Linked DNA regions of Cricetulus griseus: region 2 is linked to region 1. A link is a contact called in public Hi-C data. All regions are on one chromosome and are shown on one strand. The core of a region is the stretch at or near the end of the contact, and the rest is flanking DNA. Distances in the headings are between cores, read along the strand shown. Region 1 overlaps Fam20a (pseudokinase FAM20A). Region 2 has its middle 160 kb from the start of Fam20a.

The links. Hi-C and Micro-C count contacts between places; a contact is called where the count stands out from the background.
Region 2: a contact with region 1 is called in a Hi-C map of fibroblasts, with 5 times the contacts expected there. The contact joins two enhancer-like sites. A contact is called at or near these places in 7 of 8 Hi-C or Micro-C datasets (the CHK-Q cell line, the CHL-YN cell line, the CHO-K1 cell line and 3 more).

Annotation. Positions count from the first base shown.
Region 1 is chr7:122,535,794-122,540,554 of CriGri-PICRH-1.0, reverse strand. Fam20a (pseudokinase FAM20A) reads left to right here. Exons shown (of 11, transcript XM_027425805.2): 8 at 151-260; 9 at 915-996; 10 at 1,443-1,502; 11 at 2,767-3,031. The coding sequence ends at 3,031. Among named protein-coding and RNA genes, the nearest start is that of Prkar1a, 23 kb to the right of the region's middle. Within about 2 kb of position 3,039, at least 1 of the 6 cell types and tissues checked has open chromatin away from gene starts, as enhancers often do.
Region 2 is chr7:122,739,329-122,743,531 of CriGri-PICRH-1.0, reverse strand. No RefSeq gene overlaps it. Among named protein-coding and RNA genes, the nearest start is that of Fam20a, 160 kb to the right of the region's middle. Within about 2 kb of position 1,786, at least 2 of the 6 cell types and tissues checked have open chromatin away from gene starts, as enhancers often do.

The DNA.
Region 1 (4,761 bases), core at 1,790-4,289:
GAGAGCTAGCTGCCACCTAGCATCCCGAGACCACTAGCCCAGGGCAGGCTGGGGGAAGCAGGGATTTGGGAGCAGGAGATGGTATGAAGAGGGCCCCCAACACCGTGGCATTTTGGCTTTTCCAGCCCCAGGACTTCTTCTCCCCCTCAGGTGGGAGCTCAACCCCCTCTACTGTGACACAGTAAAGCAGATCTACCCGTACAACAGCAGCAACCGGCTTCTCGGCATCATCGACATGGCCATCTTTGACTTCCTGATCGGTAGGTACCCCTCACAGGGCACCTGGCAGAATCACACTCTGCTCTTTGCCTGGGATTCTTCTGGGAGACCTTAGCAAAATTACAGCCTGGATCAATAGGGGTGAAATAGCCCTGCATCTCCCATATACTTGGGGGGAAGTAGTCCAAGGAGACAAGTAAACATGTCCTGGTCTTGGAAGCGGGTGGAGGTGGCATAGGTGGGGGATGGGGGGATGGAAGGGGCTGCCACTGGTGAGGCAGATACACCACCCTGCCATAGGCCCACAAACCGGCATCAGATCTGAAGCTAGACATTCCCTTCACTCAGCGAGAGGAAGCCAGTAGGAAGGTGGGAAGCATGTAGCACTGAGAGGGCCAAAGCGAAGCCTCAGCTTCACAGGCTAGGAATTCGACCATCTGGTCCCACTGTGACCGGCAAGGATACTGCATGTTTGAGGCTGTCTGGGAGGAGAAAGCCCAACATGGATAAGTACAAGGGGCACAACCGCACAGTTGTGCTCACTACGCTGCCATGCTGAGGCTGGGGGAGAATAGAGTAAAAAGCCTAGAAACGCAGGTTGTGATTCATGCTTAGGCTCCTGTGTTCCATTCCCAGAAGGCAGGTCATACCCGTGGCCTTGAGACACTTGCTCTGATCTCTCCCCTCCATTGCAGGAAACATGGACCGCCATCATTATGAGATGTTCACCAAGTTTGGGGATGACGGGTACCTTATTCATCTTGATAATGCCAGAGGGTAAGCCCCAGTGTCCATGTCCGGGCTCTCCCTGTCACCAGCCAGGCTTCCTATAGCTGCTTGGACACTGGAGGCCCTGAGGAGGGCCTGCACTGCCTGGACCTGTGTCCATCTTGCCGTTTCCCACAAACCTTTTCTTCTGCTCTTTGCTAAGTACCACTGATTGTCCAGTGTAAGAGCGCTCTAGTGCCCACCAGTGAACCAGGCTGAGATTCCCTGTGTCTTTTCACTTGTTACTTTCCTAGAAGCAGAGAGCGTGGCTTAGCTTCAGTGGCTGGCCTGCAGAGGCAGGAGGGTCCTGGTTGTAACCTGACTGAAGAGGGAAATGTTGAGACAGCTGCCATGATGTCTGGCACCTTATCCCAACTTATTCAAAGAAGGGTTAGGGAAGAGAGCATCCAGAGTGTATGTGACAGCCTCAGCCTGAAGCCCATTTCTTCTCCTAGGTTCGGACGACATTCCCAGGACGAAATCTCCATCCTCGCCCCTCTCTCACAGTGCTGCACGTAAGCTTTCACGGTGTGAAGTCCCAAGGGCAGGCAGCAGTCCAGTCATTTCAGCCTGCCTGCAACCTAACTATGAAAGCCTTCATCAGTTTTCCCTGGTCAAGGACATCACAGGCAGAATGATGTCAGCTGCCTGCTTCCCATAGTGTAGCTGTCGCCCCCCTACCCCCACCCCGTGACATCTCCTTAGCAGAAAACAAATTAAGATCTGATCTTTTTTGAATTGCCAACTTTAATCTTTAGCCCACTAAGATAATCACCCACTTTTTGCAGATATCAATGCTATCTGGTATTAATAAGCAGCCCTTCACTTTTCCTGGCCCTCGTGTTTGCTCTTAAGTATTGCTATTTTATCACCATCGATTGAAGTCTGGTAAGCTGGGTCAGACTGCAGTTCTAGCCCCTTCTCTAAGGACACCTACTTCTGCATCTCTGGCATTTTAGCCAGGCTTGTGACATTAGGCCCCTCCTAACTATAGTGCATTTGTTCCCTTGGCACAAGAGTGGTCCAAACAAGTTCATTTAAACATCTCTCCTCCTGGGCATGATGAGCAGTTGTTTTTGTCAAAACTCAGCGAGCTGTGCTGCTTGCATGAGTCTAAAAGAAATGAAAACTCTAAAGTCAAAATGGACCTAGTGGCTTGTTATCCCTATGGTTTCAGAATCTAACACAGGAGACACATCCTGAAGTTGGCAGATGGAGGCTGAATTTTTAGTCAACAAACAACTTTATCAACCTACTGGAAGCTTTTTTAAAATCTTAAAAAACAAACTTTAAGAGCCACTTCATTTGACTCCGTTAACACTGACTGTCAGAGTAATCACATATGATTTGTCACCACCATGGGTGACATTACAATTACTAGAGTTCTCGGCTCCATGGGTAAAGGGACCAGAGTTGATCTCCAGGATTCACATGGCAGAAAGAACCAAGTCCAAGTTGCCCTGTGGCTTTCACACACACACACACACACACACCACACACACACACACACACACACACACACACACACACACACACACACACACACACACACACACGTTAAGAGCGCAAATGGCTTGGCAGCTCTTGACTAGACACAATTGGACGAAGGCAGTTGCCCACTGTTCTTTTTCTATGTAGCTTTCACTGAAATGTGTTTCCCTGGAAATAAAATCTCCAAGAATACCAGCCTGCAAGCGCTGTTTGTGGGGACTGGACAAGTACAGGCCAAGCTACTTTCCTTAGTTTGCTGATCTGGCTCCACTGGCTTTGTCTCATCAGGATAAAAAAGAAAACACTTTTGCATCTTCAGCTGCTGGCTCAGGCCGACTACAGACTCAGCGACGTGATGCGGGAGTCACTCCTAGAAGACCAGCTTGCCCCTGTCCTCACAGAACCCCACCTCCTGGCCCTGGACCGAAGACTCCACATCATCCTTAAGACAGTAGAGGACTGCATAGAAGCCCGTGGGGAACGGAGAGTCATAGCTGATGGCCCAGCACAACAGTCGGCTCCAGACTCTGGCCAGGCGAATCTGACAAGTTAATGGCTAGCTACAAGTAACCTCTGAACACACAACTGGAACCAGCTGTGGGTGCTGGTGTGTAGGCCCCTGCTGCTCCATTCCACCCTGGGGTGTTGGAGGCCAAGTCATGAGCTCAGGGAGGAGGCAGGAATGCTTTGTAAAAGCAAGTGGGATCCACCAAGCCTTATCTTTACCCTTGGATAGAGGTCACTGCTTTTACAGTGCGCTAGCTGGGGCTCTGTCTTCCTAGCAAGCTCTGACTCCATCACGGTTGCAGACTGTCTTCTGAGCACACTGTGAAACCTGGATCTGGGCCAGGCTTGGGGGTGTGGAGGCCCTGTTCCAGAAGTTTTTACTCTACCATGTCAAATAAAGGGACATCAAGTGGATAACTGGCTTCCTCCAAGTCCTTACTATATATGCAGGTACAGTGTTCTGCCTGGTCCACAAAAAAAAAAAAAAAAAAAAAAAACCTCATCTCCCAAACAGACCTAAAATTCTATAAATCTCAAGTTAATGCAAAAAAAGGAAAAAAAAAAAACAAACAAAAAAACCCTTTCTACTGCCATTCCAATGTCTATAGAAATACCAACTAAAGGTAAATTTGCTCAGAACGGGGACACTTCAGTTTGAAGAGTACTATCAGCTGAGGAGCTGTGTGGCTCCGGTGGAGTGCTTGCCTAGCAGATGCAGAGCCCTGGGTTCAAACCCCCAGTACTACATAAAACCAAGCACACTGGCAATGCTTGCAATGCCAGCACTCAGGAGGGTCAGAAATTCAAAGATATTCTCAGCTACACAGTGAGTTCAAGGCTAGCCTAGGCTGCGTGAAGAAAATAACACAAGTCAAAACTCAGACACAGGGGAAACTGGCAGCAAGTCAGGACTGCATGGGTGAAGAGTCAAGTAAAAATAAAGGGCTTCAGCAGATCACTTTGTCTTCTGATGAAAGCTAGAGGATCAAAAAGTATGAGGGAAGGAGGAAAAGGCACCACTAAGAGGGACAAAGTCAAGAATCAGAAAGGCTACCACAGACTTGTACGTATATCCAGAGACAGACAGGACAAACAATAGTAGTGTTGTTTTCATCTTGACTCGAGGGCTAGCCTGAAACTCCCAAGTGCCTGGATTGCAGGCATGAGTCACCATGCTTGTCTTGCAATGGACGGTTCTCACTCACCCTAGCACCCCACATTAGAGGTACACAATCCCTGAACCCAGTTTGCTCAATAACATTGCTTCTATTCACCCTAAAGCCTCGCCATGCCCCAGACACTTTACCAGCCTGAGAGTCGACATACAGGTTTGCAACCCTCCTGAATATACATAACCCCCTATTTCCAATGTGCAAGGAGGAGAACTAAGGCTCTCAAAAAGATTAAAATCATATCATTTTGTGGTTCAGACCTATTCTGAAGGGAAGTTGGTGAAGATAAATCTGTTAGCAGGAAAGACTCATACCAGAAAATACCAGACAAAAAGTGTAAAGTTGAAAGCTGGCCTGGGCTATGGAAAGAAAAAAGGCAAAAATCAGCTCTTTAACCAAGGAATCTTAGTGCTAAAGACTCTCCCATGTAGGGTGGCCCTTTCATCAGGTACAGCTTTTTTTTTTTTTTTTCAAGATGTATTTACTTATTATATGTGTACAGTGTTCTGCCTGCATGTATGCCTGCGAGTCAGAAGAGGGCACCAGATCTCATTACGGATGGTTGTGACCCACAATGTTGTTGCTAGGAATTGAACTTAAGACC
Region 2 (4,203 bases), core at 537-3,036, 200 kb before region 1:
GAGGAGGGTCTGGCCCATTGTCAGTGGTGCCACACCTGGGCAGGTGGTCCTATAAGAAAGCAGGCTGAGCCAGCCATGAGGAGCAAGCCAGTAAGCAGCACCCCCCCATGGCCTCTGCATCAGCTCCTGCCTCCAGGTTCCTGCAGTGTTCGAAAGAGGAACACCAGAACAGTAACAGCTTCCTCCTTTCTTTCCTCCCTCTCATTGTCCCTGAGCCTTGAACTCATGAAATGGCTCTATTAATACCGTTATTCATTATCCCGCTTGGTTATCTCTCTTTGCAAAGGCTCATACAGGCAAAGTGTGGGCATCACCAGTCTCCTAGGGGATTCTGAATCCAGTCACAGTGACAACGAAGACTAACAATCATGCTGGCCATGGAGGGAATGAAAGTCAAGACCACAGAAAGATTCCATCTCATTCCAGTTATAAATAAACAATAGATTCTGGTAACGATGTGGAGAAATGGAAGACCTGAATATTGATTGTGGGGATGTAAATCAGTGTAGCTACTGTGGGAAGCTAAACACTAAAATTCGAACTATCATTTAATCTAGCCAATTAATTCTTCAGTATACATCTGAAGGAAATGAATTCAGAATATTAAAAGGATGCGCATCTACTCATATTTATTTGACCCTATTTATATTAAGCAAACAAACAAAAAACTATTGAGTGTCTGTTAAGTCGTTAGTTCATCTTATCCGTCATGCTCTACAAATCTAGTGGCTTCCTCTCCAGTAGCTTTATAACTGACACCAAGAAAGCCGAGTTGATGTGAAGCACTTTTTACAATGTGATATTACTTCAAAATGATACACCACACACCCCTCCGGAGAGATGACTCAGCGGCTATGCGAACATACTGTTCTTGTGGACCTGAGTTTGGCTCCCAGCATCCACGTCAGCTGGTTTACAATTGCCTATAGCTCCAGTTCCAGAACTGATGCCTCAGACCTCCGCGGACACCTGTACTTACATAACACATACCACACACAGACATCTGCGAGTAAGTAAAAAACAAAAACAACAACAACAACAAAAAAAAAAACAAACAAAAAACCAGCTGTAATCCTAGTTCATGCTTACACTGCAGCCTGCCAGCCAGTCCCACCAATTTCATGTTTGCTGGAATCCACATACACATGAGGCACAAATCTCCGGTTGGTTCTGCGTCTCTGGAGATCCCTGAGTGATGTACCAAATCTTACTGAAATCAACTCGGGATGCCACAGACACACTTGGTCCCACTGCCCGGCTTTCTAGTTCCAAACGTGAGCCGGTCCAATTCACCCACATCCGAAGAGGAGCCTGCAGTAATCACATGAGACACACGGTGGCGCTCTTGCTCTATCCCAGTGAGCCATGCTTCCTGGCGATAAGACCGGATCCAGGGCTGGAGTTTCTGAGGCTGGTCCCTGACTCATCAATAAAAAAGCAGTCGCAGAAGCTCCCAGTTTAAACAAAGGACATTGCCAAGGGCCGGTAGACGCAAGCTTACAGCTTCTGTGGTCTAGAAAAGTAGCTGTTTAGATGTGGCCTTCCTTGCACGGGCTAAAAGAAACCCCACAAAATGCCTCAGTGAAGAGAGAAACCCCTGGACCAGCAGAAAAGTAGGCGGTGTATTTGTTGAAGCTTGACTATCCCATTTCTCTTGTTCTCTCTACAATAAAAGACAACCGTTCCTTCTGTATTTTCTTTCTTTCCACATTGTTGAGACTGCTCTAGAAGGACTGAGGCCACAGTAGCCTCGAGATGCAGCCTGTTGGCTTGCATGTTTTTGCACACCGGATATGACTCACGCTGCGCCAAGGATATCTGCTGCCCACAATCCTGGACAGGATCTGTCTGTGCTTCTGTGCAACCACTTGGGTTATCTGCTGGTGGTCAGAACTATACCCCATCATTTAGCTGTGAACTTAGCCACAGGTCTCAAAACGTCTTAATTCATAGGTTTCTCTAAGTCTTGCGATTTCTGCAAGAAAAGTTTAAAATGCCTTCACTTTTTAAATTTCCTGTTTCATATGAGGAAACAGACCCAGAGTAACGTCAACATCAGAGTAAGAATCCATGGCTCCTGAGGCTCAGAGGGAGGGTTAGCAAGTTAAATATTTGCTGCTCCGTCATGCTGTCCTGAGTTTGGATCCCCAGCATGCCTGTAAGCTAGCATTGTGGCATGGCCCTGTAAACCTAGTTCTTGGGGTGTTGGGTGGGAGAGCAGACAAGAGTCTTACTGTCCAGCCAATTTGGTGACTTTCAGGCTCAGTGAGAGACTGTTTCAAATCATAATGTGGATTCATAGGTGTATCTTGTCTCATCAGTCCTAAGTGGCCATCTTGGCAGGGTCAGAGCCAGAGGTTAGGAAGGACCAGGGCAAAACAGTGTCTTCAGGATATGAACAGACTGCTGCTACCTCGTGACAATCACAACAGCTATGACAACTGAGACGCATTCAGGTTTCTTGATGGCCACTGCACAAACGGGAGAAGCCACCAAACATTTGATAAGTCATTGTTTAAAATGTTTTGCTTCCATGGGAGTTCCAAAAGCAATAAAAACAGACAATGGTCTGGATATACTAGGAAGGCATGTCAACAATTTTGTGCTCTATGGAAAATTGATGACAAAACAAGTATTCCTTATAATCCCCAAGGACAAAGGATTATGGAGCATGCTCATAGCTCCTTGAAAATGCAACTTCAAACAATTAAGAGGGGGAGTAGTGTCCCCAGTCTCCATGTGATGCATTAAATCATGCATTCTTCATTTTAAATTTTTTTAAATGCGAATAACAATGAGCAATCTGTTGCAGACAGATTCTGGCATGATGGAACTGGAGCGACTTTCACACAGGTCAAATGGAGACACCCATGTACTAGACAGTGGAGAAGACCCAGTTTGGGGTGGAGGGGATGTCTGTGCTTTCTTTCAGGAAAAATAATAAAGCTCAATGGCTGCCAGACCATCTGGTAAGATTCGTGGAGCAGAGGAAAACTGGACCTGAAGCTGTGGGAGCCTGCCCAAGCCAGTTCAAGTGAAACACATGGAACCAGTGTTCCTGACTGATGGGGAATGTACTTCTGTGTATGTTCATCTTATTGATTGTTGATTAAAGTACTGTTTGGCCAATGAGGCAGCAAGTTAGACGGGACTAGGAGTCAAAGAGAATTCTGAGAAATGTAGTAGAGAAGTGGTGATCCAGGCAGGAAGTGACATAGCAAGGAGACTCATATTTAAGCAAGGACAAGCAGAAAGTGATCCCTTTTCCCCTCCTCTCTTCCTCCAGTTTTTGCGATGTGATCCACCAGCAAGGGAGGACACCAATGGAAGGTGTCCGATAAGTCTTATAAAATATATAGATTTATGATAATTAAGACTGAGCTAACAGATGAGAAATCTTAGTCATTGGCCAAGCAGCATTTGTACATAATAGAAGTTTTGTGTACTATTGGGGCCCTAACTCTGGCGGGCGGCTGGTATAAAATGCACACGTGGTGGTGGGGCTCCGCAGCTTTTGGCGGAAAGATTTATCGTAACACCTGACCCTTGATGTCATAGAATCTACAATCTGAGGAGGAAAGGAGACAGTTCCAGAGTTCCAGTTTCTCAACAGGCTGGCTACCTCAACTTTCCCAGACCCGTGAGTTCTCATCCTGGAGCTGACAAAGAACTGGAGGATTAGCAGCTTGCCCCTTTGCCACAACTTGAGACACAGAACTCATTTTGCCAGTTTTTCTCCTTGGGAAAAAAGGACCCATTTAGAACAATTGGACACTAGTATGGACCGTGATGAGTGGCAAAAGCCCCTTCTCAGTATTTGACAAAAAATTTTACAGTTAACATTCAAGGACTGTGGTATTTCAAACTTGATTTTAGATTTTTACAACCAACAGAACATTGGACTTTAGACAGAAAATGGAAAAAGTTCACAGAACATTGAACGTTAGTTAGGGAAAAGAAAAAAGTTCACAGAGCACTGGACTTTAGACAAAGAAAAAGAAAGAGTTCACAGGGTATTGGACTCTAGACAGGAAAAAAGGAAAAAGTTTAAGAGTTGTGGAGTTGTTCACACTCCATCCATTGTGAGCATATTTTATTGTCCTTCGATTGAATTGTAACTCACCCAAGTGTATGTTTATGGTTGCCACTCATACTGGAATTGTTAATGTTTGTAATCTTTGCTATGGTATGCAAGTGTCTATG